Regions from separate parts of the Mus musculus genome. Here region 2 is linked to region 1. A link is a contact called in public capture Hi-C data. All regions are on one chromosome and are shown on one strand. The core of a region is the stretch at or near the end of the contact, and the rest is flanking DNA. Distances in the headings are between cores, read along the strand shown. Region 1 overlaps Dzip1 (DAZ interacting protein 1). Region 2 overlaps Stk24 (serine/threonine kinase 24).

Evidence for each region. Capture Hi-C pulls out chosen DNA fragments and counts their contacts.
Region 2: a contact with region 1 is called in a capture Hi-C map of embryonic stem cells, with 3 times the contacts expected there. The contact joins two enhancer-like sites.

What each region holds. Positions count from the first base shown.
Region 1 is chr14:118,878,944-118,881,574 of GRCm38.p6, forward strand. Dzip1 (DAZ interacting protein 1) reads right to left here. Exons shown (of 22, transcript NM_025943.3): 20 at 2,067-2,197; 21 at 401-569. Among named protein-coding and RNA genes, the nearest start is that of Cldn10, 25 kb to the left of the region's middle. Within about 2 kb of position 1,323, at least 10 of the 459 cell types and tissues checked have an H3K27ac peak or open chromatin away from gene starts, as enhancers often do. A contact at or near this core is called in embryonic stem cells, where this site is marked.
Region 2 is chr14:121,365,561-121,368,191 of GRCm38.p6, forward strand. All of the region lies in intron 1 of Stk24 (serine/threonine kinase 24), which reads right to left. Among named protein-coding and RNA genes, the nearest start is that of Stk24, 12 kb to the right of the region's middle. Within about 2 kb of position 1,296, at least 145 of the 459 cell types and tissues checked have an H3K27ac peak or open chromatin away from gene starts, as enhancers often do. A contact at or near this core is called in embryonic stem cells, where this site is marked.

The sequences.
Region 1 (2,631 bases), core at 73-2,572:
TGACAGTGATCTGATCATGCTTCCGTCTGACGGGATAAAAGGGTCATGAGAGCAGACACTTATAGAGCTGAAACACGTTGGGGCCGGAGAGCGAGCTCAGTCGGTACAGTGCTTGCCAGTCAACCGCAGGGACTTGGATTGGATCCACGGAACTCACGTTTTCACCATGAGTTAGAGCACACTGCCTCCCCAGCACTGGGAGAGCAGGGATGAGAAGCCTACTTGGTGAGTACCAGGCCAACGAGAGACCATGTCTCTAAACACAAGGTGCACGGCTTCTCAGGAACAATACCAAGCCTGACTGTGACCGCCATGTGTGTGTGCAGAAATGGGCACCCACAGGGACACACACACACTAAAGAACCACACCCACCGATGTGTGAGGGCGAAACCCACCAACCTTCTTCCTTGAATTCCCGAGGGTTCACTGGGCCCCAGGCCCTCTGCACCTGGGTGCAGCTGGGGTCCCGCTTGGCCGGAGGCGGCTCCCTCTGCTCTATTTTACTCCCCAGAGACTTCTCTTCCTCTAAGGACGATATATCCCAGTCCTCGTCATCAGCATCTGTGCACTGAAAGAGACGCAGAGAAGAAGGTGAGCTTCCTAAAGGAACGGCGCCCCTCCTGGTTTAGGCTGAGCAGCTGATGCCAGAGGATGAGTTGGGAAGGACACAGGGTGCCCAAACAGAGGCAGCTTCTCTGAGCCATGATGAGGATTTGAAAACACATCCTGAAAGCTACAAATATCACTTTAAAAAAAATCAATTGTGAATTTAGAAAGTCCTAGACCACAAGGATTGTAGGGGGAGGTAACTCTGAAAGTCAGGGTGAGATAGGTCACCAAGGAGCCCTGCAGAGAGTGACTCCCCTGCCTCCGACTAGAAGAACCATGAAACACACTTCTACCAACCCCTTTCCAAAGAGTGACCTGCTGTCTTGACCGATGTCGTTTTCTTGGTTCGTGTTAGCACACAAACAAAGCAGTAACTAAAGAAGGAAGCGCAGCAGGGCCCTCGGCGTCCCGGGGATGAACAGAAGAGGGTGGGTCATCTACAGAATTGAGGAGAATGACTCGAATTGGAGGACACAGTCTACACGGGAGCTGACCAGGGCAGCAACAGCCGAGCTCCACTCAAGACACTCTGGGGGTTAGAAATGTCCCAGAACCCTCCATCCTTCTTCTCCAATGACTGACTCCCAGGTGGTGACAACCCTTAAAAGCCCCCATCTTCTTCCAGGTGTCAGAAGAATCCTTGAGCAACACGTGGAGGCTCCAGATTGTAGTTCCAAAACACCTAACATCTGCAGGCGTCAAACTACACGCATGACGGAGCTGTGGACCCACGTGCAGTGTGAGACACAGACAGCATGTCGTAGGCTACACAGTCCTCCCTGACATACATGGGCCACACGTGTTTCAAATTAGATAGGGTTTGGGGATTGGGAATATTTGCAGACATTTCATGGGCTATGAACATCCCTAATCTGAAAATCCCAAATCCAGTATTATCCAAACTCAGAAACTCTTTGTGGTTGCTTTGGGGTTTTTTTGTTTCTTTCTTTGTTTTCAAGATAGGGTTTCTCTGTGCAGCCCTGGCTGTACTGGAACTCTTCCTGTAGACCAGGCTGGCCGGGAACGCAGAGAGATCTGCCTGCGTCTGCCTCCCTGGTGCTGTGTGGGCCGCTCCACCAACCCTGGCAACTTTCTTGTGTGTGCTTCAGATTTGAACCTCTAGCTCCTGCAGGCTCAACTGAGCTACATCCAAGATCTCCAAGTCTGGGAACTGTTAGTGGACGCCAGTGTTTACAAAGTTTAGCACTTTGGGGCTCAAATTTCAGATCTCACATTGTTCAGTCCACACCTGCTGTCAGACAGCACAGACAGACTCCACAATTGTCTACCTACAGAACCGAACTGTGAAAAGAAAAAAAGAAAAAAGAAAAGGCAATCCTGAAACAAATGAAGGCGGAGCGTCTCCCTTTACCGCAGTGGCTTTTACTTTGCTACAGAATGCATTCACTAACTAGTCCCTCCAAGGACGAATCCATTCGGTAGCCAGCAGTCTCACCTTTAACTCTTGCAACGATTCCTTTTTGATAACCGTGTCAGCAGGGTTCATTCCCGGCACTGCTTTATTCCCACTTCCTTGGGGTAAAGCCATGGTCTCAACAGTGTCAGTCTGTATCGTAATGGAGGTTCCTAGAAGAGCAACAGATACCGTCAAGAAAGGCTTTGAACACTTGTATCTCTCCCCAGCCCCAAAGCTCTAAAGGAGTCTCAGCTTTACACACAACTATTTATTATTCAAATGGACTAACTGGTATATTTTGGGTTTGGGGAAAATATGGTTGGAGTGAAAAGGTTCAGGGACTAAAAGAGCTTGCAGATCCTGCAGATAACCTGGGGCAGTTCCTGCAGATAACCTGGGGCAGTTCCTGCAGATAACCTAGGGCAGTTCCTGCAGATAACCTGGGGCAGTTCCTGCAGATAACCTGGGGCAGTTCCTGCAGATAACCTGGGGCAGTTCCTGCAGATAACCTGGGGCAGTTCCTGCAGATAACCTGGGGCAGTTCCTGCAGATAACCTGGGGCAGTTCCTGCAGATAACCTGGGGCAGTTCCTGCAGATAACCTG
Region 2 (2,631 bases), core at 46-2,545, 2.5 Mb after region 1:
CCACGGCAGGAAAGGGGCTGGCAGAGCCAGCAGATAAGCAACACCAGGCCCTCCGCCAAGTCTCAGAGGCCCCCCGATATCACAGGCCTCCAGCAGGGCAGGCTACGCAGACTTTGCTGCAGAAAGGATGAGGACCCAGCTACAGCTGAAATGTCCCATGCAACGGGCCATACATTAAAGAAGGGGGAGGGGGCGGTCAGCAGTGTCTGGTGCCTCCTGCCTTTAATCCCAGCACCTGGTCTACACAGTGGTTCCAGGACAGCTAGAGCTACAAAACAGAGAAACCCAGCCTAAAAACACAACGAAACAACAAAAAGTCTAGCACTCTTAAACGATTTAAGCTGCTATCATCTTAGCTCTTCACACCAGTCATGTTCACATGGAGGGTGGGCTGATGACACTTTCTGCACAGGACTGCTGCCACAGCAGAGCTCCTTTCCAGTCACCTCGGGGAAGCAGAACGCCACATTCTATAGGCGCCTACGGAAGGCCACAGCTTACACAAGTGGGAGGGGCTTCTCACTCCTGTGCACAAGAAAACATTTGCTGAACAGTAGCACCCCACCCCAGAGGCAGGGATCAAACACAGTGAAGAAAAACTGCTGCGCGCTGTGTATGCACAAACAGGCCTCTGCTTCAGGCCTCTGGGGAAATGAAATGCCACCCAGCACACCTGCTACAGCCCTGACGGCCCAGGTCAACACGGAAACAGTTTACCTCCCCACCCCACCCCCCTCGAGGTAGATGTGCGCACTCCTCCCCTGCTAACATGCTGCCAGGAAACAGCGCGGTTTCACTTCTCTTTAAGTTCACCTTTCCCCAAAAACAGCAGATGAAGGCATTCAGGAGGACTTCACAGTCTTTCTCCGAATGAGGAAGCTAAGCTTTGCATCTACCCTTCTTAAAACAGCTCACTAACTCAACCATGTGCTGTGTGTGTGCCCTAGAGTTTGAAAGCAAACACACACACACACACACACAAGCAAACATACGCACTGTCCATTGTTAAAAGTGAAACTTCGAGAGCAGATGCTGATGACAGCGAGCCCATCATGCCACATAGAGAAAGGGACGCTGGCACACCTCATTCATCCCACTCCCACAGGCATCCTGTGTCCCAGCATCACCAAAAGGCCACAAGGCCAAGGAGCTGGTGCCATCAGTCAAGAGGGACAGCCACGGACTGCAGGCTGAGAAAAGGCCCAGGTGCAAACCCAGGACACCAAAGGCTCACGTATGGGAGTCTGAGTCGACCCAGCACAGAGACAGCTGAGAAACAGCCCAGAAGCTGGGGATTACCATAGGCCTTGACTTTCTGCTGGCATTTACCTCATAGTGGGAAGAACCAGAGAGCAGCTACCGTGAGAACCACAAGAAACGGTCTCCACACAGGTGCCCGGATAACCTAATAGGCCAGGCAATTTCCAAAAGATGTGTTCCTTTAAAAAGAATTTTCCCAGGGTCAAAAAGACATGGAACACACACTGCTGCCACCCCAAGGGTTCAGAAACCCCTATTACAAAACCACAAGCCCAAGTCTTACAACTTAAAGACCTCTTTGCCCCACGTCTACACCAGAGGGTCCAAAGTCAGTCTTCCCAAGTAAAAGTGCAAGCCAGGATTGCGGTGGTCTGGATTTGGCTAAGCCCTGGTCTCCCTGTGCTGTGAAGCCACCCAAGCTGCTTTCCCGGTGGGAGTGGGACTCCACAGCAAGGACTTGGTGGGGTTCAGGGTGTTGAATTCCCCAACACGGTGGCTCTCCACGTGTGGTCCTAGGGGCAGTGACACACCTGGGAGCTTCATAGAACTGCAATCCTACCTCCCACCTCTTCAATCAGAGGGCACAGAGAGTGGAGCCCAGCAGTAATGAAAGTCTTCTGCAGTCACTGCTCAAACAACACATTCTGAACAATACCTGACAGTTCAGGGAGCCAGCCCAAGAAGGGCCTAAAGGCAGTGGTTCTCAGCCTTCCTAAGGCTGCAATCCTTCAATACTGTTCCTCATACTGCAGTGACCACCCCCAACCATAAAGTTATTTATTACTACTTCCTAACTGTAATTTTGCTACTGCTATGAACTGTAATGTAAACATCTGTATTTTCCGATGGTCTTAGGCGATCCCTGTGAAACTCAGCAGACAGGAAGGAGATAAAGAGAGATCCACACCACAATCCCTAATACCAAGAAGTCAACTAACTATGAACAAGAGAACAAGCCTGAAGGCACACAAGACAACCTGCGGTCACATAACAGGCTTGAAACCAGCAGCAGAAGCCAAGCTCCTTGGTGCCCGTTGCATGGTTTACAAGGCTGGACACCCTTGGCAGTCTCCCCTCAGCAGCAGTCCCGTGCACAGTTCACAGAAACAAGCACTATGACCCAAACCGTACATCCTGCCCAGCCAGAAGACCGGGCCTCCAGCTCAGGGAACTGTTTCCCAAAAATAGCAAGGCTCACTTGGCATTCCCACGGCCCTGGGTCCCATCCCCAAAACTATAACAAAAGTATATACATACTTAAAAAGGAGCACCCTGGGAAATAGATGGCTGGAACGGTCTGAAACAAGAAAGACAGCCCTGGTACCCAAAGCCAGCGCTCTCCTTGCAGCTAAGCCTGGAGTCCTCCCTACT